Linked DNA regions of Gossypium hirsutum: region 2 is linked to region 1. Evidence: chromatin contacts called from public Hi-C data. All regions are on one chromosome and are shown on one strand. Each heading gives the region's core, a stretch centred on a gene start, on an enhancer-like site or on the middle of the called end of the contact. The rest is flanking DNA. Distances are from core to core; before and after follow the strand shown.

The links. Hi-C and Micro-C count contacts between places; a contact is called where the count stands out from the background.
Region 2: a contact with region 1 is called in a Hi-C map of leaf, with 2.2 times the contacts expected there. The contact joins the promoter of LOC107901923 here to the promoter of LOC107899861 in region 1. A contact is called at or near these places in 2 of 34 Hi-C or Micro-C datasets (both in leaf).

What each region holds. Positions count from the first base shown.
Region 1 is chrD06:55,559,787-55,566,847 of Gossypium_hirsutum_v2.1, forward strand. LOC107899861 (DExH-box ATP-dependent RNA helicase DExH9) reads right to left here and starts at 2,894. Exons shown (of 14, transcript XM_016825604.2): 1 at 2,417-2,894; 2 at 2,135-2,335; 3 at 1,827-2,045; 4 at 663-1,001; 5 at 145-249. The coding sequence starts at 2,689.
Region 2 is chrD06:55,774,524-55,781,416 of Gossypium_hirsutum_v2.1, forward strand. LOC107901923 (thiamine thiazole synthase 2, chloroplastic) reads right to left here and starts at 4,632. Exons shown (of 2, transcript XM_016828102.2): 1 at 3,035-4,632; 2 at 2,603-2,944. The coding sequence starts at 3,937. The coding sequence ends at 2,777. LOC107901922 (cysteine-rich receptor-like protein kinase 10) reads right to left here. Exons shown (of 6, transcript XM_016828100.2): 1 at 5,974-6,893; 2 at 5,682-5,881; 3 at 5,386-5,596; 4 at 5,057-5,294; 5 at 4,780-4,930; 6 at 4,221-4,700. The coding sequence starts at 6,889. The coding sequence ends at 4,404.

The DNA.
Region 1 (7,061 bases), core at 1,644-4,143:
ATCAATTTGGGAGGTAACCAGGCAATAATCATAAAATTACAGTTTGATACACGGTCATAAATATTCAATTGCAACCTTACAGGTGCAACCATTTTTAAATTCACATTCAAACACATCTTGCAGATTTCAGGAATAACAACTTGCCTGAGGTAGCTTCTTATCATCATCGGAAAGCATATCCATGGCACTCCAAAAGACTGTTTCTATATTTCCTTTCTCATCGTCATCATTTAAATCCATCTTTGCCATCTAAATTAAAAACATAAGAAAATGACAAGACAATTAAGATAATAAAAAGAAATAAAAAAATTACCTAACAACAGAAAAACCAGTGCATGCGCCTAAAGGGAATAAATCAAGAAATTTAAAAACAAAAAGGATAAGAAAAAAGGAGGAAATGAACCTCAAAAACAGCCTATTGTATAAGCAACAACCACTGAGCCAAACTTGATGTAGGTGTCTAATAACTATATAGCATATTTATAATACTAACTTGCCAACATTATGTATAGCACAATGTTGAGCAAGGATTCTTTTTAAAACATACTAATAGTTGGGGATCTTTTGGGTTGTAAGAGGAAAGAAGACATGCCATCCACCCATGTCTTCCCTATACCAACAATATACATAATAAAATAATAAAAGGTTCTTTTGAGACCCACCTGCATCGCAAGAAATTCACATTCCCTTTTGCTAAAGCTAAAAATTATTACAGGATCGTACTGTCGCTGAATGATCATTTTCACCAACTTGAAGATGTCACTTTGTTCACTAACTTTTCCCATCACTAACCCATTTTGTGATTTACCATTATTTCTTTTCTTGTCACTTTCACTTGTAGGAACTAGTGCATTTAAAGATTTCTGAAAGCTATCCTCCCGAAATTTTCCTTTCTCATCTACCACCAAAAACAGACCATCACCTCCAGCGGGGAAAATATAATGCTGAAGAGGGGTTGGCCTATAATCGGTGTAAACTATGTGACATGGTTGTTTGTGAACCTGCAACCACAGAATCAATAAGCAGACATATTTAAACAATTAAACAAGCTATAAAGTTAATGATCTATAGAACCACCTAGCAATGAAATCTATGTGCTTGATCCCAAAAGCATCCTACTCAAAAACAAAGAAGTTTATAATGTCCTCAAGATTCATAATCACTTTCTAGGTACAAAATCCATTCACAAAAATCAAAAGCAGGGATCATTAGGATTAGGACTAGTATCTCACACAGGAACGTTTTAAAGGAAATGAAAACACAAAGTTAATATGCTTCTGATATATTTTCTTAAATCTTTACTAAAAGTTGCAAAAAAGCAGGATTGAGAAAAAAACATATCACCCATAAACAAGCTTAAAACCGCTCTTAATAGACTAAAGCAAACAAACCAGTCTATAGGGTCTACGCTGGCAGGACCTTACCCACTCAAAGATCAAAATAGTAGAATCAAGGTTGACCAATGGAAAGACTAAATATGTCACAGGCAACTAACATCAATCATGTTAACTATAATAATTTTTTTTTAAATCATGTTATAATAATAAGATTTAAACTCAAGAATTTCAGATTTGTGCTGGGTTGTTTTATGTAGTTTATTTTTTACTGTTCTCCTCATAGTTCCCCAAAGAAAACTTTCCTACTTTCGATTTATGGAGGGAAAAAGATAAACAAAACACCAAGCTTTTACATGTTACAAATATACCCTACTAAGAGAAATGAAAATAAGTTGGCTGCTATTCAAAACAGATAAGCTGGCTAAAGAGCATTGATTAATTATATTCAAGTTGAAAGTTGGTGAATAAATTAAAGCAAACATTAACCACCTTGGCCACCCAATCAGCAAACTCCTTCGCATTAGGTACAGTTGCTGAAAGAAATACAAATCGAGAGTTCTTCGGTGCCATAACAATACTCTCTTCCCAGACAACACCTCTCTCGCGATCACGCATGTAATGCACTTCATCAAAAACAACCCATGCCACCTCACGAACAATCTCGGACCCTTTATACTGCATACTTCGCCAGATTTCCGTGGTCATCACCTGAAAATCAAACAGTTGGGAACATATAAAAGAATCAAATACTAAAGGAGAAAACGTAATATGAGACGGAAAGCAAGTAAAGTACCAACCAAACAAGAAGCATTAGGGTCAATTGTAACATCTCCAGTCATCAAACCGACATCGGAAAACTCCTCTTTAAACTCCCTATACTTCTGATTGCTGAGAGCCTTAATAGGTGAAGTATATATAACACGCTGATTATTCCGCAAAGACATAGCAATTGCATATAAAGCTACTACAGTTTTGCCTGCTGATGTATGTGCCGATACCTGTATTGAAACTAGCATTTCAGTTTCTCTACTTTCTTTGTTGGGAAAGAAAAGAACAAGAAGAACAAAAGAATGTCTTACAAGGACAGATTCGCCACGATTGAGGCAGTTGATAGCTTCAGACTGAAAGGGGTCAAGCGTGAAAGGAAACTCCTTGGCAGGTTTAGAGTCAGCTAGAAATTGTAAAGAGGAAGCAGAAGGAACATAACCTTCAGGATATGAAACATCATGGACACATCCGACGGCTTCCTCGGCCAACGGTGAGACGTCTTCACCGTGATGTTTCTTCTTCTGCGGCGGCGGAGGAGACTCAGAGGATATCGCCTCACCTGACTTCCTCTTCAAGGATCCCATTTACTTATCTTCTTCAGGACTTCTTAGGAAGAGAGGGAAAGAGAAGATTCTATCCTGCGGCAGCGGCGGCAACTTAGGGGAAAGCCAAACAAACTCAAAACACGAATAAAAAGAGAAAGAACAGACCGAGCGAGTAAGTCTTTTAAATTACACACTAATTTAGGCAATCGTAAAACACATCCGAGCTATGTTTTACATTTTAAACATCCCAACTTAACAAACAATAGCTTATATTATATGGCAATAGGGTTGTTGTATAATTTTTTTTTAATTACCTTATTGTTAAGGTGGTATTTTTTTTTATTTTTGACTAAAGTTAGGAAACTCTCTATGAACCTTTTTGAAAAAACAACTAAAATTCAACACTTATTTCTCTACTTCATTAATCCGAGCATTGTGAACTCTTGATAGATTATTCGATAGAAGATGATAGCTTTCTATCACCTTTTCAAGCTCCTTTTCGGGTTCCCATAAAGACAATGGTTGTTTTTGTTTAAGTTTATACCTTTTTGTTACCTTATTAGGCTCTTCTTCTTATGGTTTAACAAGCTCTTTTTCGAGTTTTGGTGACAACGAAGGTCGATTTAGTTTAAATTTATAGCTTTCTATCACCTTTTAAGTTCTTCTTCTTCAAGTTTCTCCCTTTTTTACCAATTTTCAATTCCGATAACAATCATTTTCGTCAAAGATTATAACCTTCTTTCACTTTTTCCTTTTCGAATTTCGATAATGATGATGGTGGTAATCGATTTAGATTCATATAGAACTCCAAAAGATTATCAAAATCTTCCCCAAAAGTTGTAAAGCTCTCCTCTATAGAAAGTTAGGCATTGAGGACGGAAGCAAATAAACCCAAAAAAAATATTATTTTGGACTAATTATTGAAAAGTCCCTAATTTTAGTCAAAAATAAAAACAAATGCAACATTAGCAATTCATTAGTGGATTAAAAGAATTTTTAACGACAGTGACCAATTCGAGCAATTATCTTAATTAGAGTGACTAAATTGATAAGAAAAATTAGAGCGACCAAAATAATAAAGACGTTGTTTTAGGGTGACTTGCGATGTAGTTTACCCTAAAAAATCTAATCATATTAAAAAAATTACACATTAATTTTTGTAACATTACTATGTAAAGATTAGTTTTTTTAGTATACTAGAAGAATAATATAATCGTAAAAGATAGCAAAAAAGGTTCTGAAGAGAATAGAAAAGATTAAAAAAATAGAGAGTTAGGGTTTTACAAGAGAGAGAAACAATGGAGTCTATCTATTTCTTAAATTGTGTTGATACAAAATATCAACAAGGGTGGAGAAGGTAGGGGTGGTGAGGAGGTTGATTCACCTTTACAAGATGGAGAGCTGGAAAGTAGAAGAATAAAAAGGGGGATGAGGGCATATTATGTTAAGGGTTTTAGAATGAAAAAAAGAGTACCATTTTCTATGTTGTGCCTTGGGGTATCTATATACGGGGGGCTTCTGATCACTTCTTTATTACCAATGCCCAAGCTGGGTAAAGGTATATAAAATAATTCAACTTTTACTGGTGTTGAAAAACACAGTTTTAGAACCTCATTTTCATAAATTGTAACACCCTTAACCTCTTTCCGTCACAAATTAGGGTTATGAGCATTATCATACAATTAGAACATTTATAATTAATTTCATTCAAAAATCATAAACATAACTTAAACCATTCCTACATACACATATCGTCCCTAAATCGAGCCTTTGATGCCCTAAAAATACTTTAGAAACAAATCGAAACCAATTTGAAATCATTTGGAAAGCTTAAGAAAAATTCACAAAATCGAAAACAGGGTTCACACACACGTCCATGTCTTAGGCCGTGTAACCTTTGAACTAGGGACATACGGTCGTGTCCCAACCCGTGTCTTCACCCGTGCAACTCACTAAGTAGGGTCACACGGTCGTGTCACATACTCATGTGTCAGGTTGTTTAACTCTCGAAATAGCCCCACACCCCCATGTGCCAGGCTGTGTGCTAGGCCATGTAACTAACTGACTTGCACCTTAAACATTCAACAGGTGACACACGGTCGTGTTGCCAAGTTGTGTGTCTCACACGGTCGAGTCACACGCCCGTGTCTCTAGTTGTGTGGACCTAAAATATACCTTAAACAACAAGTTTACCATTTCAAGCTTACTTGGGCCTTAAGTAATTCAAATATCAATCATTTAACCTATTCAAAATACAATTAAACATACTCAAAACATGCCAAAACAATCATCCTAAGTGCCTAACCAATGTACCTTCATTGGTACCACATTTTATATCATCAAAACACATCAACAATGTATCATCCAAATCAAAGTTTAAAGTATGCCAAAATCACTCAATTTAGCCTAACAGAAAGCTACTTAAGACATCAAGCTTTAAGTTCCATACACATATCAAGCCTTTGGTCAAAACGCATACCAACATTTAGCTTCAAACATAAACATATACTTATAACTATATTTACATCACATTCACAAAACAACTAACAACCAAAGAATCCTAGGTACATCCCATTACAAAATTAAATATCACCACACTTGAGATTGGGATTATTGTTAGATGCTGAGTCGGCGATCAAAAGAAAGTACCTAACCTGTGCATGGAAAACAAAATCGCACATTGAGTAAAACTCAGTGATATTTTTATAATCCGAATACTTTAAGACATGATACAATACATGAATGCTCAAATTGAATTATATCATCATACTACTATCTAAACATACAATTAAAATATATAACCATTTCAATTTCATGCATTTCATCACATTATTTTATGCTATACTCAATTTTCACAAGTATTCATCTTTAGTTGGTTTGAACATACATCTCAATTCACATCACTTACTATATGAATAACTTTGTATAGATCAATCAACAATTTAATTATATTATGGCACAAACCAATCCACATTAAGCAACTTCACTTATTTGAATAACCACAAGTATATCTAAAGCATTTGAATTTATTTCACAACTTTAACAATCTAACTCAATAATATATCATCTCTTCTAATGAATAAATGTATATACATAAGTAAATATAATCTTCTTTAGTAATACCTATAACCATCCTTCTTAGATGATTCATAACACATTGTTGTATAGTCCAGTTGGTACACGGCACCCGGTGCCTGGTGGATAAATCCGCGAAAGAGTTTGCGCCCAGCGCTAGTAAAATAAACAATAAATGTGTGCCTAGTACTAGTCAGATAAACTGACGGAAGTTGCGCCCAGCACTAGTCAGATAAACCGACGAAATAATTAGTGAGCCTAACTTTGGTTGGATAAACCAACAATATTTGCACCCAATGCTAGTCGGATAAATCAATGAAATAATTAGTGATCCCAGCTCTAGTTGGATAAACCAACGATATTTGCACCTAGCGCTAGTCGGATAAATCGACAAATGTGTGCCCAACACTAGTCAGATAAACTGATGAAAGTTGCGCCCAGCGCTAGTCAAACGAATCGATGATGTCAATTACTCATTTGCAAGTCCATAATTTTACTTAATAGCACATTTCATAATTTAATAACACTTCCACTCCAATTATCTACTAATCACACATTAATTTATTCCATAATGTCACATTCCATAAACCTCCATTCAATTGGATTAACAAATACTTTAAGGATATAATAAGACATCAAGTAGTAACTAAGTTAATTAAAATAATTTATAAAGTTCGAGTTCGAGGACTACGAACTTACCTAAAACTGAAGATGATTATTCCTCAACCTTCTCTTTTCCCTAAGTTACAATCGATCTACTCGTTTCATGATCAAAACATAATAAATTAATTTATTAACTAATTCAAACACCATAACAAGTTCAAATTCAAAACATTCTACAATTTAATTATATTTTTACTTATTTGCACTCAACATTTATCCTCAATACAATTAAATCCTCAATTATAAATCATATTTTTTAATTAAAACCAAGAAAATCCCATTTCAACTAAATATTCCACAAGATCCAAAAAAAACTCATACTTTCAAGTAATTCACAATTTAACCCTTGAATTTACCATTTCCATAATTAAGGCCCTAAACTTTAAAATCATCAAGAATCATTTAACAAAAATATCTATTTAATTACCAAACTTAATATCCAACAAAATAACACTAAGAACTTAATTTCCCTACAATGACAATATTTACAAACTTCACTAAATCTAAAAATTTGAACATAGGCACATTAACTCATGAGATTAAGACTTCAAAAACATAAATTTAATGTAAAAATAACTAAAATCTACTAATCAAATTAGACATGCAACATTAGCTCTTGGCCGTGTGTGACTTCTCCCCCTTTCCTTTTATTTCGAAAAGAAGAACATTAAAA
Region 2 (6,893 bases), core at 3,382-5,881, 220 kb after region 1:
AGCATATATCTTTAATGATGCATGTGCACACAGTCAAGATGCAAATACAAGCTTAATTTTCCCACAATGACTAATTACAAGATCTAAGACTAAACAAATCAAAGTTAAATCAACTATATACTTGCAAGAATTTGTGTCAAACACCTTCATGAAAACCAATCACTTGACGTTACTATATGGAAGACCCTCTCTCAAGTGAATTTTTAAGACAAGTAAAAGTTATATACATTAGTTTGTGCCGTGGTCAGTTTAGAGAGAGTACTATTATTTTAGAGTTTTAATTCAATTTGGTATCTTGGAGAATAAGACTAGTAAAAGTCAACAACTTGAGATGTAACATCCCTTACTTGGTCCAACGATCAACACAAATAAGCAATGTCACACTGATACTTTCATAACTTATACAATTTTTTTCATTAAAATGATCATTTAAACATTTGGTGAAATCCGATAAATCAATTTAAACATTAAAAAAAACTATGAGCATATTTTTAAAATCTCTTTGAAATAATTCCTAGGTGTTTGGATATGTCCAAAACATAAACAGGGTTTTGGGGATTTAGAACGACCAAAAATACAAGTTGTATAGGTGCAATACAATAAGTCTTGATACTTTGGTAGCAAGTCTCAAGACTTGGCCCATAAGTCTCTAGAATTAGCATGTAAGTATCTAGAGTTAAGCCTCCTACTATAGCTTTTTAGATACTGACTTGCAACTGCCAGTACCTGAAGATTAGGTATCAATACCTGGGTGTAATAGACCTAAAAATTAGTTCGAAAATATCTTAAATCATCCCCAAACATCATCATATGATATCTGTTGGAAAATATGGAACTAGTAATTGAGTGCCAAGGGAGTGCCCACTCATTTACCACAGGAGCTGTTTTAAGCAATTTTCATATTTAAGATGTTAGCAATTTATGAAACAATATTTATTGGTTGTGCTAATTATATGGATGATATCTAACCCATCAATAAAGATCATATCACTTGGCAGAATATTTTTTAAAGATTAGATTGAATTAGACCACCTTATTTAATCTTTTAAGGTGATTTCTAGGTGCTTTAAACTTGAAATTTTGATCCAATACTTCATGCCTCAAGACATGCCACTTAAGTCTCGAGACTAACAAGTTAGTTGGCTTAGTTTTACTCCAAGGGTCCCTAGTTTCATTACCTTTGGGCCAAGTATCGATACTTGCAAGCCTGTAGCTAAAAAGCCACAGTAAAAAGGGCAAAGTCTCAATACTTATGAGCTAAGTCTCAATACTTTTGAGCCAAGTCTTGAGATTTACTCCACTACACTAAAAACTTTTGTATTTTTGTCATTTTAAACCTCCGAGAGCTCCTTTTGGTTCCAAACACCTCCGGGAACTTGTGAATTGTTTTTAAATGATTTTAAAATGTTTTCAAAGCCTCCAAATATATTAATCTTGATTTATTGAATTTATTTAATTGAGTTAAAAATGATGTCTTGAGATTATAAGTTATAAGTGTCTTGCATTTGTCTTAGTAATATCTCATATACTAATCATCGGGATGAGTAAGAGGTGTTACATGTTATTATTGGTTACTTATGAAGCCTATGAGCTTTGATCCACGTGGCTTCTAGTAGAGAGTTATTTGGAAGCTTAATACCCTGCCAAAAGTCAAACTATTTGCATGGTGCATAGGCCTTGAGATAGTTCTAACAGTGGCCAAGATAGCCACTACTCCTACGTCTAACAATGCTAGATGTAGGAAATAGACCATCCTTCATGCCTTACGAAATTGTCAGGTATCTCGTGATACTTATATTCTAGTTAGGATTGGTAATTCTTTATTGTTTGTTGATGTAATGAGCTGTATTAACTGGCTTGAACATACGATGAGGTTGCTTGATAAGGAGGCATTAACAAGCATATTGTCCCTGATTTGGCCCCTATGGAATGTGAGCAATGATGGGGTCTTGAAAAGAAAACAAACTCTAGCACATGTTGCTTTGTGATATGCGCACAAGCTCCAAAGCGAGTTCAAGGTCCATAATCTCATTCATAGGCCCTTGATTCCGAAAGTGCCACAAGTTGTTCCATGGAGACCTCCTTAAGGCTTGGCTTTGAAGCTAAACGTGGATGCTTCTTTTTCTGAGGCGTGAGTCCGTGTGGGGCTTTGTGCAGTATTGTAAGATGGAGATGGGTTGGTCTATAAAGGTTTTAGGCGACAACTTGGAGGGGTTATTGACCCAACATAGGCGGAGGCCCATGCCGTAATTGTTGGGTTATGTTATGCACAATTTTGGAGAGTAATTGTATTTTGGTAGTCTCTAAACTTAATTCATTCATAGTATGGACTTACCTTTATTGGGCCAATTGTTAAATGAGGCTCAGATTTTTATCTTTTTATTCGACTGTCCTATTTTTCATTACGTAGCCTATTAAGGTGATACATTAACAGACAAACTTAATCATTTAAGCTTAGAGTGTATGAGCTCATATTCGTTTTCGATTACCAGCGGAATTACATTCTTTTGTTCTTAACTATATTTGTTGAAGTTGAATGGGTTTTAATTAAAAAAAAAAAGATGGGTGAGCTTAAAAATGAATCAAACTAGTTGCAGCCCAATAAAATCTCAATCTAGATATTATTTTCTTCATTTTCCAACATTATATGGACATTAATCAAATCCAAAGCTCACCTTTTGTTCACATTCAATCCATCAATTCATTCCAAAAAGATCTAATTTCATCCACATGTTTCTTTATTTATTCCATTTCCAGAAAATTATCAAATATTTTTTCAAGCATCCACAGTCTCCTCTGTTTCAGCAGCAGCTAGAACAAACTCAGGCTGTACCCTTTCAGCTTCGCTGAAGGTCCCATCTACGGCGTTGGGCTGCCCCAATGCCTTCAAGGCTAAGTGTGCTGCTTTCTGCCCTGATATCATCATTGCTCCAAATGTTGGACCCTGAAAAAACCAAATCCACAATTTCATCATTATAACACATCAATAACTCAAATCACAATTAAAAAGTAAAAAGGGAGTGTTAATAGTTACCATTCTTGGGGCACCATCAATCTCTGCAACTTCCATTCCTGTTACAATCATGCCAGGCACAATTTCCCTTGTAAGCCTAACGATTGCATCCTCTGCCGTGTTCATATCCAGTGCCTTCATTCCAGGGACGCTGTCAATCATCCCAATGCTCTTCAATCTCTTGACCCCAGTGGCTCCAAAAGGTCCATCATGTCCACAAGAACTGACCACAACCTTAGACTCCATCACGTTCGGGTCCATGCAGGATTGTGTGTCGTGGTTCATTGACACCAAAGCCCAGTTCGTTACCACACCGGCAACCCTGTTTCCTTTGACTATCAGATCCTCAGCAGCCACAGCATTGAACAACTTCACGTTAGGCCTTGCTAAAAGCTTGCTCATGATTGTTGATGTGAACAAAGCTGCATGCTTGATGACAACGTAGTCTTCTTGTTCGTCATATTGGATGCCGAGCTCGTCGAGGAACCTGTGAGCTGGTTTGCGAACAACCATGGCTGAAAATAGTTGGCCACCAAGCCATGCACCTCCACCAGGGCTAACAGATTGTTCGATTATGGCAACACGGATGTTGGGGTTTTTGCTAATCTCGTAAGCACAAGAGAGGCCAGCGGAACCGGCGCCGACGATGATAACATCAGTGTCAGCATAGGTAATCATGTCCATCATGTAACGGCGTGTCATTTCACGAGAAACATAGGATTCTTTGATGGGTTGGAATTCAAAGGATTGTAAGTCATAAGGAGGGGTTAAGGACATGGAAATGTTTGAGTTGTGTGAGGAGGACTTGATGGGAGTGAAGCGAGAAGGAATTGGAGTGCCGCTGAAGGATGACTTGTTGTGGTCTAGGAAAGATGGTTTGGGGCTTGAAGACAGTGAGGTGAGAGCTGTTGCCATGGCTGCCATTGATCTTTCAGCTAAGTTTGTGTGGTAGATGAAAGGGATCTAGTTGAGAGTGATGAATCCAAACTTTGGGTATTTAAGCTTTTTTCTAAAATGGAGAGAGTTGAAAAATATCTGAATGTTGTGTCAAAGCTTGATGAAAATATCTCGTATAAAAATATCTGAAAAGGGGAAGGATTGATGATGATTGAATTTGAATGGTTCATAATTGATGGCTTGGTTTTTGCTATCTACTTGGATATTAGTAGCCCAATAGTATCTTTGGCTACTGCAAGGGCAGCCTTTGTTAGTTGGAATTTAGAAACAATTGTGATTCACGGTCACAAACTTATTATGACATACAAAATATCTTAAAGAAGATAACACTAGTATGTACTAAATTTATGTGAAATGAAGTTATCATCACATGTAGAAACCTTCAGGTAAAGAAAAGATTGAATCTCTGGCATCACTGGAGTTTCGGGGTCAATCATCTAGGTGCAACACTTGAAATTGATAAACCATTGGTGGAGCAACTTCTAGTGAATGTTTGATGGTGCTCAGTAAATCTTCCCATGGAGAAGGCAGGTTGTTGTGGTTGGCTTAGTGTCACAGTTTCACCTTTTAACATTACCACAACAGATGACATGGTAGGCCTGTCAAATGCATCTTCTTGGACACACAACAGTCCGATATGAATGAATCTTAAAAATTCGTCCATCAATCCATCAGTTAGTAATGGATCCATCAATTCCAGAGCATTCCCTTCTTTCCATAGATGCCATGCCTGCATCATGATTCAATGTCATTAACAGTGTCTAGTAAATTGAAAAGCAAGTAATTCAAGCTGTGGATTAAAAAGTTACATATGCAACAAGGGTTTGGGCATGTTTCTTTTGATTGAACCCTGCATTCCTTCTGCCTGTAATTATCTCAAGCAAGAGTACTCCAAAGCTGAAAACATCGGACTTGATTGAATACAATCCCTCCATGGCGTACTCCGGAGCCATATATCCACTAATGCAAAGAAGAACTAGATTTTAGTATGCTTGAGAAAGAATTATTTAGCAGATCACACTATGTGCTTTGAACAATAGTTAAATTTTGAGGAAATGAACTGAAACTAGAAGAGCGGTGCCTTACTATGTTCCGACTATACGTGCTGTATTAGCTTCACTGTCCGCTCCAGCAAAGATTCTTGCCATTCCAAAATCTGAGATTTTCGGGTTCATGTCAAAATCTAGCAACACGTTACTAGCCTTCAGGTCCCTATGTATGATCCTAAGTCGTGAATCCTCGTGTAGATAAAGAATTCCCCTTGCAATTCCATTAATAATGTTTAAACGTTTGCTCCAATTGAGTTGTGCACGTTTCTTTGGATCTAATGCAAGAGACAAGTATCAAGCAAACACTTCGAGTAATTTCCAGTTACTTAAAGAGCTCAAAACAAATAAAGAGTTCAAGAACAATACCAAAGAGGACAACATCAAGGCTGCTGTTGGGCATAAATTCATAAACAAGCAACTGTTCTTGCTGATCCACACAGAAGCCCAGAAGCCTGACAAGGTTTTTATGTTGAAGTTTCAATATCAGTAGGACTTCATTTGTGAACTCCAAGGCACCTTGCTCAGAGAACCTTGAAAGCCGTTTGACAGCCACTTGCTTTCCATCAGGAAGTACCCCCTAATGAGAAAAAACCATTTTCTTTCAATATATAGCAGAATTGTTGATTTGGGTATCTCAATTATCTTATAGAAATTTGTATTACCTTGTAAACAGGTCCAAAACCACCTTGTCCCAGCATGTTTGAATCAGAGAAGTTATTAGTAGCTGAGTGTATGGTTACCAAATCAATATAAGAATCATTTGCTTTTAACTCATCTAAGCCTTCAAAATCCTGGAAATCTGGGTTCTCAGAGTCCCCACTATTGTGTAGTTGAACATGATTTCTCAGGATTTCGTCCTTCCCTGGAACATCAAAACAAAAAGGATCAAATTTAGCCTCTAAAAGGCACACGAAGATTTGTAAGAATACTTCTTAATCTTATTGTTATATTTACCTTTTCGAGTTCCTTTCTTCATTGCACCACAGTATACGAAGGAAGCCATTAGCACTACCACCAAAAATGCTGATCCAATTGTAAGAACTATAATCACCCATATTTTCCTTCCACTTCCACCACTTCTTGTTGTGGGTTGAGTTTTCGGGGAAGCAGAGGTTTCATTGGCACCTTCATAAAAGGCATATAACTCATACCTAAGATAGCAACTGCGACTAAGTAACCTTGCTCCACGAGAACCATAGCACTGGGATGCAACATCTTTTATGGCAGCTTCAAGGCATTTGTTACATTCATCAGGGGATAAGTCTAAGGTACACTGCACCAGAGCATACAAAGTGTCATCTATCGTATACGGTTCATCACCAGTAGCATACTTATTTGCCGAAGAGTTAAAGGCTGCCTGTTTGGTAAGATTTCGCAGCTTGTTCTCCACAAGAGCTTGAAATTTTACTGGTTCTGAGATATTAATTACGTTATCTTTGCCGATGTTGTCTTTGACATTCAATTGACCGAGGAAGCTAACATTTGAGTAACGCAATTGACAAACTTCCTCCCAAACGACTGCTTCTGTTTTGTTGGGACAAAGATTCATTATAGCCTGTGTTGCCCCTAAGATGCAGCCATGGCAATCGTCGTATGAAACATAGTCGAGGCACATGAACTGGCCGTAAACTTTATCGGTTTCATTTCCATAAGAGATATTGTAGTATCTGGAGACTGAAGCTTTTGAGGCCAGTGAACCGAGGAGATTTTGCAGACTAGTTTGAAATGAAGTATTCAATGAATTATTATAGGTATTGTTTGAACAAACCGAATAGGGAGGATCAGCAAGAGCAAGATCATTACGACCGAACAGAAAATAACAAAGCAAAAGCAAATGAAGGTTTTGTCTGAAATTAGTTGAATGTTCCATATCT